Regions from separate parts of the Mus musculus genome. Here regions 2, 3 and 4 are each linked to region 1. A link is a contact called in public Micro-C and promoter capture Hi-C data. All regions are on one chromosome and are shown on one strand. Each heading gives the region's core, a stretch centred on a gene start, on an enhancer-like site or on the middle of the called end of the contact. The rest is flanking DNA. Distances are from core to core; before and after follow the strand shown. Region 1 holds the start of Adcy5 (adenylate cyclase 5). Region 2 holds the start of E130310I04Rik (RIKEN cDNA E130310I04 gene). Region 3 holds the start of 1700119H24Rik (RIKEN cDNA 1700119H24 gene). Region 4 holds the start of Hacd2 (3-hydroxyacyl-CoA dehydratase 2).

The links. Promoter capture Hi-C pulls out the DNA fragments that hold promoters and counts their contacts. Hi-C and Micro-C count contacts between places; a contact is called where the count stands out from the background.
Region 2: a promoter capture Hi-C map of stem cell-derived epiblast-like cells shows a contact between it and region 1, with 3 times the contacts expected there. The contact joins the promoter of E130310I04Rik here to the promoter of Adcy5 in region 1. A contact is called at or near these places in 9 of 39 promoter capture datasets (the 3T3-L1 cell line, the HPC-7 cell line, embryonic stem cells and 6 more).
Region 3: a promoter capture Hi-C map of stem cell-derived epiblast-like cells shows a contact between it and region 1, with 3 times the contacts expected there. The contact joins the promoter of 1700119H24Rik here to the promoter of Adcy5 in region 1. A contact is called at or near these places in 4 of 39 promoter capture datasets (embryonic stem cells, liver and stem cell-derived epiblast-like cells) and 2 of 9 other capture datasets (adipose tissue and liver).
Region 4: a contact with region 1 is called in a Micro-C map of embryonic stem cells, with 12 times the contacts expected there. The contact joins the promoter of Hacd2 here to the promoter of Adcy5 in region 1. A contact is called at or near these places in 4 of 484 Hi-C or Micro-C datasets (LSK cells and embryonic stem cells), 1 of 115 datasets of contacts at active chromatin or transcription factors (embryonic stem cells) and 1 of 9 other capture datasets (adipose tissue).

The regions. Positions count from the first base shown.
Region 1 is chr16:35,152,460-35,156,707 of GRCm38.p6, forward strand. It overlaps Adcy5 (adenylate cyclase 5), which reads left to right and starts at 2,405. Exons shown (of 21, transcript NM_001012765.5): 1 at 2,405-4,248. The coding sequence starts at 3,640.
Region 2 is chr16:34,956,607-34,960,695 of GRCm38.p6, forward strand. It overlaps E130310I04Rik (RIKEN cDNA E130310I04 gene), which reads right to left and starts at 2,388. Exons shown (of 4, transcript NR_045723.1): 1 at 2,161-2,388. The region is part of intron 21 of Mylk (myosin, light polypeptide kinase); the gene reads left to right.
Region 3 is chr16:34,937,257-34,941,559 of GRCm38.p6, forward strand. It overlaps 1700119H24Rik (RIKEN cDNA 1700119H24 gene), which reads right to left and starts at 2,073. Exons shown (of 3, transcript NR_040536.2): 1 at 1,912-2,073. It overlaps Mylk (myosin, light polypeptide kinase), which reads left to right. Exons shown (of 32, transcript NM_139300.3): 18 at 1,670-1,756.
Region 4 is chr16:35,020,592-35,024,671 of GRCm38.p6, forward strand. Hacd2 (3-hydroxyacyl-CoA dehydratase 2) reads left to right here and starts at 1,830. Exons shown (of 7, transcript NM_023587.2): 1 at 1,830-2,044. The coding sequence starts at 1,890. LOC105246106 (a long non-coding RNA gene) reads right to left here and starts at 1,754. Exons shown (of 5, transcript XR_876048.3): 1 at 1,480-1,754; 2 at 1,251-1,347.

The DNA.
Region 1 (4,248 bases), core at 1,155-3,654:
AATAATGTCAGGGTAGGGACTACTGCTAGGTTAGAAGTCCTAGGTTCAATTAGCAGGACTGGAGGATTGGGGTGGGGGGTGGGGGGTGGGGGGCAGAGAGAAGAGAGGGAGGGAGGAGGAGGAGTGAGAACAGGTTCAAGGATGCAAGGCTGCCCAGTAACCTCGCTGTCTACATGCCTTCTGTGCATGCAGTTGCCTATGTCCCAAGTGTCTCTTAAACATCTTTGCTACAATGGCAGAATTCTGGAAATGTGTTCATCTTTATGCTGGAGTAATCCTTTCCTTAAGTCAGTTGAGCAAAATTTACAGGAGGTGGCTGATTCAAACTGAGACCCTGCACCAGACTCAAGTCCCAGCAGGCCACATTGTTAATCATCTGACCTTCCCTAGGGGGACAGAGAGAGACTATGCAGGTGTGAACTTCCCAAACGTGCCAGCCTTGACAAGATAAGGAAGTCCCACTCCGGTTTCACCTTCTTTGAAATGAGCTATGCCCTCTTTGTTCCGATTCTGCCTCTTCAGCCATTTTCTGTCTAGAAAGCTGAAGCGCTTCTGTGTAGCTCATCAGATCACTCAGTCTATTACCCAGAACGAGCTGTTGCTTGATTCCCAAATCACAAAGAAAAACCAATTAAGATCACAACTAAATCTGTTCTCTTATTGGTGTTTGACACTGACAATAGAATATCCCTACAGTACCAAGAAGCTTAACAAATATTGCCCATCTTCTTTCCCTGCTGGACCTAGATTGCACCCCCAGAATCGATTTGGTACTCACAGAGGGAAACAATGGTTTTTGCCGTACACTGACAGGCTCTTGGAATCCTGTTGCCTAGTGAGTGTGGCTGAGCCAGAGGGGCTGGCCAGCTTTGCTCCCTCCCTGATTACACGAGTTCCAGACCCAGTTTGCTGTCTTTTCCTGGTAGCATCCAGCCCGGTACAATGCTTTGCAAGTTTCCAGCGCGATAGGGTTTGGCTGGCTAGGTTCGTGTTGCTTTTACTACTTAGCCAACCATAGATTACTCAAAGGCTGGAGGATTACTCAAGATCCCGTTTACGCAGATCCCTTGGAATTCTTTTTTTCTCTCCTCCCGGTTTGCAGCTCTGGCAAGGTTTATCTTCAGTTGCCAAGGAGATGAGCAGTGGAGGAGGATGTGGACCTCTAGGCTTCTTGTCAACTTTGGAGGACGGCAGAAGGATGAAGGGGCTGACAGCATACAAGTCACCCTCCCCAAGCAAAACTGCCAGAACTCCGGTTAGGACAGCTTAGGGGGTCAAGGGAGCTGAAGAGGCAGACAGACCCAGATCTTCTACTCAGCTGTCTACTCTTGTCTACCCTTGCCTTTATTCAGGAGTTCCCAGAAGGGTCATTTTTGCTTCCCTGACTGGCAAGGAGACTAGCTTGCCTGTGGGAGCATCTGGGTAGGTGTGGAAGCCAGCGTAGCACTGAAGAAAAGATCTTTGGATTGTGGGTTAGGAGACCTGTGTGGTGTATTCCAAGTTGGCTAAGTTCTTAGAGCCTCAGTTTCCACATTTGCAAATAGGAAATAGCTACACAGGCCCTGTCCCCCATCCGAGCCCATGGCTGTTACTAGAACCACATGGGATTTAAAACACATGAACAGGCAAAGGGCTCCTTATAAACGCCAGGTGTTCCCACAGCTGTCAGTGGTGTTTCCTCTTAGTAACTATGCTCCAAAGTGGTCCTGCTCGCCCCACCCTGGCTGCATCGGCCTCACCCACTGCTAGCAACTCCATCTTTTCCATCGCTGTCTTTCTGTGCCCCAGACATCCTCAGTCTCTGCATCTCCCTAGTTCATTTCCGGGTCTGGCTCTGGGTCCCTCCGTCCTCTCTAGGGACTCTGTCTCCAGTTCCCTGCGGCAGTAGCGGTCGGGGCGCCCCCCACCCGGCGCGCCCTCCGTTGGCACCGTCGCCGGGCCACAGAATCGCCCAATAAGAGCGCCGGACTCGAGTCTGACAGCTCTGGAAGCGGCCAATAGAGCCGGACCAGAGAAGGGGGGAGCAGCACCGTAGCTGAAGTTGGGCTGAATGGGGGTGGGGGAGAAAAGGGTAATAAAAAGAGGGGAGATAGGACTGGGGTCGCAGGACCCGATCGGGGGTGGATTGCCCGCTACCCAGGTCCGACGAGGGATCCGCCCGTTGACCCGGCTCCAGGCACCAGGGAGGGAGGGGCGCAGTGAAAATATAGGTGAGGAAGGGGAGCGGGGGTCCCTGCGGCTCCCGGGCCCGGCTTGAGTATGTTCGCGGGGTGCCGGGGCCAGGACGCGGGCGGCGGCAGGGCAGAGGGCGGAGGCGGCCGCACGCCGCTGTGAGCCGAGGCCCGAGCGGCGCGGGGGGCGGGGAGGCGGCGGGAGGAGGGGATGCGGAGGGCGCTCCGGCGGCGGCGGCGGCGAGCGGGCGAGAAGGGAGGAGCGGCGCGAGCGGCCGGAGCGGCGCAGGGCCCGAGGCGTGCATGGCGCGCCCGGAGCCGGGCTCCCTCGGGCCCCTCGGGAGCGCCCCCGGGGCGCCGCGGCTCTTCGGCCGGCCCTTATCGGCCGGCTGCTGTTGAGCCGCAGCCCTCCATCGCTGGATGCCGTGGTCCCCGGGAGAAGCCCGCCTGCGTTGGGGCAGAACGGCGGCGGCGCTGCGCCGGATTCCGCCCTCCGCGTAGTGGTTCTGCGCTCGGCTACGGTGGGCCAGCCGCCGGCAACGAGGAACCCAGGGCTTGCGGAGCTAGCGACTCAACCCTCGGGACCTGCCGGAACGGGCCGGCCTGCTGGGTCTGGGGGACAGGAGGAGACGAGAGGGGAAGGGCCGCACCGCAGGAGCCGGTCCTCGCCCCCGCCCCCTGCGCGGGCACGCCGGAGGCTCTGTTCGCCTTTCGCGGGGGCCACGCTCCCACTCGCGCCTCCGGAGGTGGGGGATGCGGGCGACGGCCCCCCCGGGCTCCAGGACCCTCCTCCCCGGGGCTCCGGAGCTCTTGCTCCGCCCGCCGCCCCCTCCCCCGTCCTCTCCACCCCCCATCCCACCTCCCCACCCCTCGTAAGAAAATAATGCTGGCAGGAGCCTGCACCTCCCAGTCGCTCCCAGTGCGCTGCGAGCAAAGGGCACCCGCTGCGTCTCCGTGCCGGGACCCCTGCCGAGCCGCCCTCGCCGCCACCTTGCTGGGAGAGTCGCTGCTCTCGGCTTAGGCAAAAGCCACGAGCGCCGCGCCCGGGAACTGCCAGCTTCGGAGAGGCGCCGCCCGCAAGGACACCTCTCCGTCCCGCCTGCTCCTCAACTCCCAGCCTGAGCTCGACGCGAGCCAGGAGTCCGGACATCTCTGCGTCCGGCGCAGCAGTCAGAGCTGTCCCCACTGCCACCGCTCGGAGCCAACTCCGTCTCGGACCTGGGACTCTGGACTCTAATTCGTAGCTACTTCTCACCTCGGGGCTGCGCTGTCTCCCCGCTAGCCTTCCCGTTGTCCTCCACCGCTCAGGACGGGGGTGCCACGATGTCCCGCTGCTGCGCAGGGCCCCGGGCCTCCCTCGACGTGTGACCCTAGCCTGGTCCCCCTGCTTGGCTGTCCGCCCTCTCCTTGGAGACCCCCGGCCCGGCCCCCGGGGGAAGAGGAAGAAGACGACGAGGCCGAGGGGGGGATGTCCGGCTCCAAAAGCGTGAGCCCCCCGGGCTACGCTGCACAGACAGCGGCGTCGCCAGCGCCCCGGGGAGGCCCGGAGCATCGCGCCGCTTGGGGAGAAGCCGATTCCCGCGCCAATGGCTACCCCCACGCCCCCGGGGGATCAACCCGCGGCTCCACCAAGAGATCTGGGGGAGCGGTGACCCCACAACAGCAGCAGCGCCTGGCCAGCCGTTGGCGCGGTGGCGATGACGACGAAGACCCTCCACTAAGCGGTGATGACCCTCTGGCTGGGGGCTTCGGCTTCAGCTTCCGCTCTAAGTCCGCCTGGCAGGAGCGCGGTGGCGACGACGGCGGTCGCGGCAGCAGGCGGCAGCGGCGGGGCGCGGCTGGAGGGGGCAGCACCCGGGCGCCCCCTGCGGGCGGCAGCGGCAGTTCGGCGGCGGCCGCAGCGGCCGCAGGTGGCACAGAGGTGCGCCCCCGCTCGGTGGAGCTGGGCCTGGAGGAGCGTCGAGGAAAAGGCCGAGCGGCCGAGGAGCTGGAGCCCGGGACTGGCATCGTCGAGGATGGAGACGGGTCGGAGGATGGAGGCAGTTCTGTGGCGTCAGGCTCTGGGACCGGCGCGGTG
Region 2 (4,089 bases), core at 1,138-3,637, 200 kb before region 1:
GCACCTTCCTCTTGCTTCCTCGTTCCCCCTGTCTTCTCCTCTCCTTACTCTCACACAATACCTTGCAAACTGATGCAGGACTCCATACCTGCCTCTGCTTCACCACCCACCCCCTAGCATCTTCCATTCCCTGAGTCCCCTCCTTGTTTCTCGGGCGTTCCTGGCCATTAGAGATCCCAAGCCCTCCTGCCGCAGGTCTTTTCGGTGGATTGTTCACTTCCTCTGGCTCATGCCCCCCACTGTCTGACTCCCTTTGTGTCTTAGTTTTCTTTTGCTGTGCTGAAGCACCAGATCAAGACAGCTTAGAGAAGGCTGGGTTGATTTGGGGCTTATGTTCCTAGAGGGATAAGGGTCCATCACCATCACGGTGGGGAGCATGGCGGCAGGCAGGCACCACCGCACTGGAGCAGCACCAAGAGCTCTCATCTCAACCTACAGACAAACAGCAGACAGGACCAACTTGAGACAGCTCACATCTTTTGAAACCTTAAAGTCTCCCTCCAGGGACATACTTCCTCTAGCTAGTCCACACCTCCTAATTCTCCTCAAACAACCACCAACTAGGAAGCAAGAACTTGTGGGGGGACATCTGATTCAAGCCTGCAAATCCCCACCTGGGATCAAGGCCACTTCCTCTTACTTTCAGGGGTCGGAGCACGGAGACTGCATCATGTACACACTCCAGGCTATGCTCTGGTGCCCCTAGACGGAGGTATCAGTGACCTTCAGAACTTTTATCCTTCTCTGGAGACACGTTCCCCGTTGCCATCCCCCTGCCCCCTCCCCACTCCCAGGACACACACAAAGCCCTTAGGCCTCTAGCTTCACTGAGAACTACGAGGCATTAGACTCCTCTGAACTTGGTGGCCTCCAGACCTCCAGGTACCTGTACACCATGCCATCAATGGCTCCTGTACCTTGAGGAGGGTTCTTTTCTTTGGTCCAGTTCCCAGGTTCTCAGGACTCCACCATCCTCAGCTCACTCAGCTTTTCATCCCCCGCTTGTTCCAACAGCACAGGCATTACCCCACCCCCACCCCCTGCATCGATTGGCCTTCCTGCAGTGCTCTGCTTTCTGTGCCCCAGCCCCTGGGCTAACCCGGTGGCAGAGCAGCCTCACCCCTTGGCCTCTGGCCCTCTGCAGCTACCTGCCCCTTAATCCCATGTTGCTTGGTCTAGAGAGACTGTTTCTCTAAGGTCACTGTGATTGCTAACCCTAAGTTCTTCCCCTTTCTATATCTCTGAGTTCCCAGTAAGCTGAACCCCTATTTAGACCGAGTCTCAAGATTTGGTGTTGCCTTCTTTCCTAGTAACTGTTTTTACGTTCCGATCTGTCTTCTGACACATCTAAATCGCTTTCTATGTGGCTTCCTCCCATGGGTGATGCTCACTGTTTTCCCTCGGTCATGGTTCCCCTTGTGGCAGATGCATATAGTACAGTAGAGGGACACAAGAAGGTGCAGCTAGGGGGACAGTAGACTGTGTTGTATGCCTGTGTGGGCCTCCATATATGGGGCTCCTGAAAGACTTTGGCCTGGTATTTAATTGCATACACATTAGATTTGAGTAGGTTTTCCAGTCAATCTTGGCTTTCAAGCTTACAGGGTTTCAATTAGACAAAGGGGCTCCTTTGGGTTCAGTGTGAAGACTAGTCCCCAACTTCACAGCAGGGCTCACACCTACAGAACAAAAGAGTGTTAGAAAGGATTCATGAGCCACAGCGGGGATCTGAGGAATGTCCCAAGCATGAAGTTGGCAGTTGGAGAGGACTCAGAGGCTCTCTTAGTGCTGTCACTCTGTGGTCCCTAACTTTGGTCCCAGTCTTCCTTCTCCATCTTTATCTCCTATCCTCACCTTAGGCCCAAAGTGGATAGGTATGTCTCCAGCCATGCAGAAGGGAAACTAAGGGAAGAACTCATTTCAGACTCTCAAAAGCCTGCCCTCCAGATGTGCCCATGGCCTGTGGATGGCTAAAGAGTGAAGAATCTCTCTAAGACAGAGAAACCTCTTCCTCAGCCTTCCCATCTATCTGCCCCTGTGTGGGGTCAACAACTTTAAACTGCCTTTCTGAAACCAGTGCCCCCTACCCCAATCGGGGCCACCCCGGGCCGTGCCACACTCCCCTTCCCCCAGCCCCACTGCGGGAGCTGCAGTTCTGACCTTTTATGGTTGAGTTTCTCATTCTCCACTGCCGGTGCTGACAGGGCCATCGGTGTGGCTGCCTGCCAGCTGGCAGGAGCAACATGTTAAATGCCGTCCTAGGAGGGGAATGGAATGGGGAGCAGGCTCTCTGTCTGCCTCCCCCACCCCAGAGCTAAGAATAGAATCGCTCAATAAAATGAGGACTCGTATTGATGGCCACAGCACAGCTACATCCATTCAAAGCCCATGAATTTAGACTTAGGCCAAAGTAAACCAGGATTAACCTGATTTACCTGTGTGTCTCCAGGGACATCTGCATATTATCTGATTGGGGTTTATTAAGTAGATATAAACACAAATGAGATAAAGTAGATATTGTTCCACCTATTCTGGACAGTTTTCAAGCACTTGAAACGCATCCACTTGATGGGCCGACTAAATAAGGCCACTTAAAAGTGACTTGTGCTCCTTAGCTGCAGAAGTCTCTTGTGGCATATTCTCTGAAGAGCTGCCTTCTTTTCAGATCACTCAAGAGTCTCATTTTCAAATCAACAAAAGCTAGCCCTTCCCCCCCCCCAAGTTGGTTTAAGTGAGGGATACTTAGCTATTTCCGAGGCTAATTATTGTATTTTAAGAAGCAGCATAAGAATGAGGTTTGCAGCCTGGCCTGGGCCTGCGCCTGCGCCTTCTGGGCTGTTCTGTGTGACCTGGGAGAGGATGAGGGAGGAGCAGGGGATCCAGATGGATTCTTTAATGTCACTCACCCAACACAAGAATAACAGGCCTCCTCCTAACTCTAAGGGAGAAAAACAAAGTATCAAGAACCCAACCTACACCAACTACATTCTGAGTTTAAAGCTGATGTGATTTGGAAGGGCTGGAGATACGCCTTAGAGATTCCCGGCTTACCAGTGTAAGCATGACACTAGCTTGGTCTCATTCTGCCTGACAGCATAGAAAGGACGGAACCCTGTCTGGATGCACAGGGTTGTGGGACTCTCCTGTGGCTTTGTCCATGACTAGTGAGTGTTCCGGCTTGCTCTGATAATGCACCCTGACTAAAAGCAACATAGGGAGAAAAGAGTGGATTGGCTCACAATTCTGGCTTACAGTCCACCATCTCAGGGCTAGGCTAGGCTAGAACTCAGGTCGCTAGTCATTTCACATTCATGGCCAAGAGCCGAGAGACCAAATGCATCGCGGTGTGCTCTCTTGCTCTCAGTTAGCTTACTCCCCTCATACTATCCGGTTTGCCCTGCCTAGGGAATCTACAGCCACAATGGCCTGAGTCTTCCTGCCTCAGATAACAGTCAAGACATTCCCCATAGATACACCCACAGGCCAACCTGATCTGTGTAATTCCTTGTTAAGGCTTTCTTCCCAGTTGATTCACGGTTGTATCAGACTGACAGTTAAAACTAACCAGCACCGTGAATTCAGCCTCAGCCTCAGCCTCTTAGAGCCTCTTTCCAAGCGTGTGCCGTAGTTTAGGCCAGTAGCTGTTGGATTCAGGATCAGTGCTTGGCCATCTCTGCAGGCCCAGCCCAGACAGACATGGTGTGGGCAAACACAAAGAGGGCAAAGGGAAGCCGGGCTGTTGGGAAGCATCACAGACAAGGTTCTCTGGTTTCCCAGCAGTAGCCACCCTCTACTGAGCACAAACTCTTGCAGCTGGAAGGATTTCCCATTCTGCCAGCCATGTCTCCAGGGAGCCCTGGGAGAATTCCGAGGAAGCATGGGTCCAGCCGTAGCCAGCGAGCCAGTCTCTTGTTTGTCAGGCACTGTCCAGGCCAGATGTGTCTGTCTTTAGCAGAGAGGCTCATGGGAGAACCCTGGTCCCACCCGGTAGTTAGTTCAACTCATGTGGGCTCTGTACTTGGAAAGGATAAAGAGCATCAGACACAGCTCTGAGGATAAGCACGGAGGAGGGATCCTACACTCCTAGCA
Region 3 (4,303 bases), core at 823-3,322, 220 kb before region 1:
GTCTGTGTGTGTGTGTGTGTCTGTGTGTGTGTGTATCTGCGTGTGTGTGTCTGTGTGTGTGTCTGTGTGTCTGTGTGTGTGTATCTGTGTGTGTGTGTCTGTGTATCTGTGTGTGTGTGTGTATCTGTGTGTGTGTGTGTGCGTGTATCTGTGTGTGTGTGTGTGTGTGTGTGGCTTTGGGTCATCTTCAACAGGGAATTGACCTTAATATTCCTCAGCTGCCACCCAGCTGAGCCAGCTGTGCCCACAGCAGTCTCTGTCCATGGATTACCCAGCTCATAAAGAGTACAGGGATATCCTGGAGGAAGCCTAGCTGGTGACAAGCTTCAAAAATAAGACTTAAGTAGAAGGGGCCCTGTGGACAGAGCACAGATGTCATCTAGAATAAGTGTAACCAGGGAAGCGGGTAAAGTGCATGTCTCCAACCCCTGCCATTGATGGGTGCAGTACCACTCCTCACAGGGAGCCCAGTCTAGCCAAGACCAGCTGAGGCTGCCCATCCTGGAAGCAAGGACAGTCTGTTAGCCCTTCCTCAGCCAAGCCACAGGAATGTGGCCAGAGCCCTGGCTGGAAAATCCCCTCCTCCCTCTGAACTTCCTCCTCCAGAGCGGAAATGAAGGATGAGGACAGGAAGGGGCTTAGGGGGAGGTGCCTTCCATCCTCTCCCCCAAAGAGTAGTAAAAACACTGCCCGGTGATTGTCATTCAGCCAGCAGCTTCTTATCTAAGTCCTGAGTGGTTTTCCCACAACGTTTGAAAGTCCAGTCTCATTGGTACTCAGGGGTTTTCTGTTCAGTTCCACCCAGCCTGCAGTGCCATTCTCCTTTGTCCACAAGAGACCCTCCCCCAGTTGAAAGTCCAGTCTCATTGGTACTCAGGGGTTTTCTGTTCAGTTCCACCCAGCCTGCAGTGCCATTCTCCTTTATCCACAAGAGACCACCCCCCTAGTATTGTACCCACCCCCAGCATTTTCTGAGCTCTACTGTAACATGGAAGAAGGAACTTGCTGCCAGCATCAAGCAGTGGCCACTGCAGGAATTCATAGGCCTGCCTTGAGGAGGTACCCCAAAAGCCCCTGACTGAGTCCCAGCCTCCGTCTCAGAGAGACTATGCCAGTGGCTGACTCTGAAGCCCTCAATTGGCTAGGCCTGACCCAGTGCAAAGGCAAGCCTTAGAAATCTAAGGCCATAAACACCGTTCAGTCCATGAGTCCAGAGGTCCAGAGGGCCCAGTCTTCTCCTCCCTCTGTGTGAGGCCTTTACCTTTGCAGAGAGCCTTTGGAATGTAGAACATTTAAAGGAGAGAATCAAAGCCCAGTGTGGGCAAAGGGAATTGAGAGCCTAGGCCCTGCTAAGTGGCCTTAGTCCTGGCAGTGTCTGGGGCTGCAGTTGGGAGCAGTCACTAGCTCCCTGGCCTGGCCATCCATCCTGCCAGCGACTGTTCTAGCCACCTGATTTATCAGGTCCATCCAGCAGGCTCTCCTTCTTTGGTACTCCCCTGGAGGAAGGGCCCACTGCAGGCGCCACTTGGCGGGCACAGAGGGCCTCTGGGTGGAACGTAGGGGTGGGTGGGCCAGCTAGGGTCAAGGTAGGGTTCTGACTGAGGGCCTCCCCTACTCAGCTCCTCAGATAGCCACTCACTGATGTTTGTGTTCCTTTTTTTTGTTCCAGATGCTCAGACCAGTGAGAACACCAAGGCCCCGGAGATGAAATCCCGGAGACCCAAGAGCTCTCTTCCCCCTGTGCTAGGAACAGAGAGTAAGTGCTGCGCGCTGGGCTTTACCATACAAAGGCAGGAGTGGTGGCAGAGTCCCAGCTTCCTGGTCACCAGCTCTGTCCTGAACTCCTTGGGGACAAGCTTCTGCCCATCTCCCTGAGTGCCCTATGTCCCCCTGACTACTAAGCCAAATTACCTTTCCTCAAACCCCTGCCAGTCTCTCTTCACCCCATCCACAGCCTGCGTATGTTACCCGTGGTCTTCATCTTCCTGACCACAGCCCTTTCCACCTCCCACGTCACTTTCGGTTGGCACTTAAACCCCTGTGGGGACTGTCCTTCTTCTTTAAGTTGATTCTGTCCTGTCAAGGGAGCCTTCCTAAATTGTTACTCTGCCCTTATGACATCATCGGGAATGTCCAAAGGTCCTCAGTGCCCACAGACTCCCACAAGTGAGCCTCTCATCTATTGTGTATGCACAGGTGCTGTCCCCTGTGCACCCTGACTGCCACCTCTCTCCATGTTCTGCTGTGCTCCCTCACAGCTATGCCACACAGAGCTCCTCACTGCGCTCTGGGGAGCTCCATGGAGCAGTTATAAAATATAGCCTACATAATCAAACTATAATACCTATCAAATAAAATTATATAATAGATAGACACCTAAAGCTCTCAAAGGCCGTAATACAGCCCTGCCTTCTGCTGTAATTACTAGTGCGATTTTATTAGCCGAACTACTTTCTGACATTCCCAGTTTTTATAGGGCACAGAGTTGCTTGGACATCCCCAGAACACTCTAAGTTTTAAAATAAACTTTTTTTAACAGAAAGCCAGGCGTGAGGCACGCTTGCAATCCCAATATTTGAGAAGCTAAGGGGAGGCCAGCCTCGGCTACATAGTGAGTTCTACGCTAATCTGAGATTCAGAGTGAGACTCAAAAAAAGTAAGATTAAGAAAAACCAACTAAACAACAACATCAACATCAGAAGAGAAGCTCTCGCTTCTGCTAGTGGAGGACAGTGATGGGTCTCACTGTTCGGAAGAGCGCTTCCCTTTAGTTATCAGACAGTGGTTTATGGCTGCTTTATTCTTTTCTTTGTAAAAGCAGTGCTTTTGCCTTGCTGGTGCTGAACTCTTGGAACACAGCTCATCAGCCTGAGGTCAGAAGTCCTCAGCCTTCATGGAGGGGTAGCCAAAGTGGATTTATAATTTCTCCTAGATGTTTACACAAAGTGAGACCCACTCAGACAGCAAAGGAGCCACGACTGCTCAGAGCAGACTTTAATAAGCTGTTAAGAGCCCAGGCACAGCCGTAGGGACCCAGGAGGAGTGAGTTAGTAGTGTTACTCTCCAGAACTGTTGCCTGGGCCTTGCTGTGCTACCTATGGGAGACCATGAGAGGGGAGATGTTGTGACTTGCTCAGTGATGAGGCTGCTCACCTGACAGGGACAGAGGTCCAGCCACCTCCCGTCTTCAGGTCTGGAACATCCTTTAGGTCTGTGCGGTCCCAAGGAAGGTGAGGCAGGGTCAGAGCAGAACTGTGGGAGAAAAACAAGTGCCATGAGGCTGGGAGACAAAGCAGACCAGCTCTGGGCACTTTGCCCCGCAGAGCAGAGTCCTTGGAAAACCCCAGCCAAGTTGTCCTCATCCTACTGGCAGCTATAGCTGGGGATTAGATTCACCTGGAGAACATGGAAACCACCCCGCCCAGGCTGCCCCCAGACCAATTAAACAGAAACTCAAGGGTGGCAGCTGGATTTCCGTGGTTTTGTTTATATTTCTAGATCATCCCAGTGTGTGGCCACGCTAAACATCAGCCTTCTAGAGGGAACTGGCCTTGCTTTCCTTGCTTGGATAGCAAGAAGAGGTTGAGAGCAGAAGAGGATTTGCTTGCTGCCCCTGTGAAGCGTGGCAGAGTCACCTTACTCCAGACAGTCTTAATCAGGGGGAGCGGGGCTGGCAGGAAGTGTTTGAACTCTCCAGGAAACACACAGCACCCCACTCCAGGAAACACACAGCACCCCACTCCAGAAAACACACAGCACCCCACTCCAGGAAACACACAGCACCCCACTCCAGGAAACACACAGCACCCCACTCCAGGAAACACACAGCACCCCACTCCAGAAAACACACAGCACCCCACGGTGCTGGGGTAGTAACTCCACCCACCTGTACGCAAGGGAAATATCACTCCTCTGTGGTCCAGAGATGGACATCTCACCCCATGCACCCTCGTGGCCACTTTGCCTCCCTATGCTGGCTGGTCCGCTCAGTCCTCACCGCCCTAAGCCTGGTGTCACACTGCATTAGCTTATGACACTGGTTGCCCTTCCACAGACATTCTTGCCTTTTAGAAACCTGCACCTCAGAGGCCTGAGAGACGCCACCAAAACTTGTCCTTGGAGCCTTTTGACAAGGCGGCTGCCCGGGGCCAGGAAGGGAAGGAGATGTCTGAGGCCTGTGTCCTCTGTTCTTTATCCTTTGAGGATAATTTATTGTTCAGTAATTGCTTAAGTTACATGTGCATTATTCTCATCTGAGCATCTTAAAACATACATGCCAAGTACAATGTGAAAATCCTCTTCT
Region 4 (4,080 bases), core at 580-3,079, 130 kb before region 1:
TTTTTATTTTATTTAAGATTTATTTATTGTAGGAGTGTTTCACCTGCATGTATGTATATGTACCATGTGTGTGCTTGGTGATTTTTGAGGTCAGATGATGGAGTAAGGGATGTTGAAAACTAAACCTGTACCTTCCTCCTTCACATGTTCTTTTAAAAGTCAGGGGAAAAGGCAGCAGGATGTCTTTACAGTCTTTGAGAGCAGGTAAGGATGAGAATTCAGCAATTTCTCTGCTCCTACCTCTCAGTTTCTGGGGGTGCATCATGACTTTCAATCCTAGCATCCTGAAGCTCTCAAATCTCTAGCCTGCAGGTCTTCCTGAACCTCAGAGTCTAAATCTAATTGTCTCTTCCACATTTCCACTTACATTTCTAAAAAGGATTTCAAGCTAAACATAAAAGTCCTGACTTCTGCCTTCAAACTTACTTCTTCTTCTTCTTTTTTTTATTTTTTGGTTTTTGGTTTGGGGAGACAGGGTTTCTCTGTGTAGCCCTGGCTGTCCTGGAACTCACTCTGTAGACCAGGCTGGCCTCGAACTCAGAAATCCGCCTGCCTCTGCCTCCCAAGTGCTGGGATTAAAGGCCTGAGCCACCACCGTCCAGCTCAAACTTACTTCTTTTTACAGCTTGTTCTCCCAAGCAATCTGAATGCTCCTTTTACCTTCCTTTAAAACCAAATGTTCTACCCAACACATTTCACTAACTCTAAAATATTCTGAGAATTCAATGTTCCTCACTTCAACTATTATCACACTGGCTTAAATCACTATCATTGTGACCTGGATCATTGTAATAATTTTCTGATACCACTTTTCACCAGCTAATTCATATCGATTCATTCCTGGATCCTTCTGTGTAATCTCTTGAAGACTGACGACGTTTGTTTCTTTCATTTATTTTGAAATATGTATATTTTCCAATACAACCTTGTATATGCTCCACAAGTACTTCTTGGAATCAATACATATTTTATTACATTACATAAATGCCAGTATATTTATGAACACTGATAGTAAGGTACTTTTTATGAAGAAAGTACTAAAAAAAGAAATGAGTGGGGTCAGCAGATTAAAGGAGCTTTCAGAAGTTATTTCTGATCTAACTCAGTAGAAGTATTTCCCTCCCACCTAGCCCATAACCTGTAGGTATAAACAACTCTTTACTGCCTTACAAGGTCCACCACTAACCACTGATTGACCTTAATCCTCTTTAATAAAAAGCAGGCCTACAAATGGAGAAAAACTGGCTAACCTTTAGAGACTGTTGGGAGTGTCCAAGAGAGCAGGTTTAAAAAAAAAAAAATCCAAAGACAGGGAAGAAATTGTTGAAGGCTATTTCCCCGAGTTGGCTACAATTAGAAGAGAAAGATAATATGTTACAAAAATGCTGGTTCCTTCTGCTCTCTGAACAGGACACACAGCTTAACTGACGTCAATCACCCTCTAGCTACTTGGGCAACTGTGTACAGGGGTAAAGATACCTGGTACCTGGTAGAGGCTAAAGTTACCGAGGACCAGGACATATCATTTGGATCCAGCAGGAAGAGATGGTCATAAGATAGCAAATGACCAGAGACAAATTATCCGTAAGAACAGGCCTGACAAGTGAGGCCCAGGTTCACATTAACCTGATCAAACCTGGCGCTGGATGCCCACACGGATTGTGCGCCGGAAGTTGGGAGGAAATTACCCCTATCCAAGATGGCGGCTACGGAGACGAGCGCCTGGAGCGTCTTTGCCCTCATCCAAGATGGCGGCCCCCGTGGGCGCTGTCCCGGCTCCGCCCCGTGCCGCGGCCCCGCCTCTCCCTCGTCCCTTCCTCCGCCCCCTCGTAGAGCCCAGTTGGGTCTGAGGTGCAGGCGCGAGGGGAGCGGGGTTGCGGGCGCTTGACATGGCGGCAGCGGCGGCGACTGCAGCGACCAAGGGGAATGGGGGCGGCAGTGGCCGAGTCGGGGCTGGCGACAGCAGCGGCGCGCGGAAGAAGAAGGGCCCCGGGCCTGTGGCCACGGCGTACCTGGTCATCTACAATGTGGTGATGACGGCGGGGTGAGGCTGGAGCTCCCTCCCCGGGGAGGCGGGGAGCGAGCTCTGTGACCGGCGGGGTCGGACCCGCAGCCCGGGGCGGCCGCGGGGCGAGCATGGGGCAGGCTGGCCGCAGAGCTGCCTGGTCAGGGCCGCGGCGGGGCGAGCGGGCGGGCGGGCGAGCGGGCGGGCCACAGGTGCGGCGCGGCGCGGCGCGGAGGCCAGCCCCGGGCGGCCGGTCAGCACTTCCCCAGCCCGGCGAGGAAGCCCGCCTGGCTGCGGAGATCATTCATTTAGGCGGCCGCTTTCAAAACCCAGGCGGGAGCGTTCGTCTGGGAGGCGGTAGGAACGTGGTCGAAGTTTTCCGCCAGCCGCCCGAGCCGGAGCGGTCCGAGACCGGGGCGGAGACTTTGGAGGGGGATTACTTAGATTTTCTTGGGGCAAGTTGAGATAGGGAGAGAATCGACTCTGGGGATGGTGTCTACCCCATTTCAAGTCTGTCTCTTCATAGCAGGGCTTTTAGTTCCAGTTCTCACACAACTCGCCCTGGGACTTTGAAGAAACCTGCTTCTTTCTCTGGGTCTCTAGTGGGTTTGGTTTTTTTTTTTTTTTGTTTGTTTTTGTTTTTTTGTTTCCCCCCCAGTTAGGTAGAGTTGGGCTAGGTGAATCCAGTTTCGCAATCCGGTGGTTTTGGTGAGCTGGATCACCATATAAATTTAAATTGTCAGGAAATTCCTAAGTCGTAAAACTTCTTAGGTGCAATTTCTCCTGCCTTCTGTTCTCCCTTCCCTTTTCTCTTTCTTTTCCCGTTTTTTTTTTTTTTTTTTTTTTTTTTCTTTTTTCTTTTTGACCAGAACTCATTATGTAGTCCTGGCTCGCCTGGAACTTGTGATTCTCCTGCCTCAATCTTGTGACTGTTGGAATCAGGGGCCTGTGCCACACCACTCTTGACTCCCTAGCAAGCATTCATCCGTTTGTTTACTGGTGCTGGCGATTGAACTTAGGGCCTCACACTTGCTTGTACTCTACTACTGTGCTAGCACTATGGCTTTTTTTTTTTTTTTGTAAGACTTTCAAGTATACAGAAAAAATTTAAAACTGTATTTTGAAAATCCATTCTTAATTATCTTTTACAGTAGGAAATACGTTGGCAGGGATCAAAACTTAAAATATACACAAAATGCATATATACGGTGAAACCCTGTTTCAAATCACTTTACTTGAATCAGCTAATTTTGTATGTTCCTCAGATGCTGGTATTAGCACAGGCCAATAATACACACTTGCACAAACGTTGTAAGCCTAAAGAAATTATGTTGCTTTTTAATGAAGAAATAGGCTTGGAGGGTGGTAGGCTGATTGTTAGTATTGCAGATAGGAGGTGTTGAAACAACATGCCCTCAGGCTGGGCATGGTGGATCTCTGAGTTAAAGAACAGCCTGGTCTCCAGAGCAAGTTTCAGGATAGCCAGGGCTACACAGTGTAATCCTGTCTCAAAGAAAAACAAAACCAAAAAGACAAAAAAGAAAAAGAAAAGAAAGGAACACAGGCTTGCATGTGATTATACAAGTTCTCAAAATCCCTGGATCTAAACTTAAGTCAATAAAGAACTATTGCAGCTACAAGTTGTTGTTCTCATAAATGTCCCCAGATTATTATTTTTTTAGGAGAACATTTAGAACTCTCTCTATACACATATATGTACGATTCCTGTTCTAGCAAAGATGTTGGTAGAAGCATTGTATTGAAGAGCGATGTCACAGTCCTCTAATGAGGAAAGACCTCCTTTCTGGGCGATGAACACAAGAATGAGGAGTAGGGTCTTACTTATGTATGTATGGGAGTATTCTGTTGCTGTCTTCAGACCCACCAGAAGAGGGCATCAGGTCTCATTCCAGGTGGCTGCGGGCCACCATGTGGCTGCTGGGAACTGAACTCTGGAAGAGCAGGTCAGTGCTCTTAACCACTGAGTCATCTCTCCAGCCCAGAAATCGGAATTTTGAGAGGGAAGTTAATGCTTTAATCAACTTGAACATTAATTTGTTACTGCCCATGCTGGC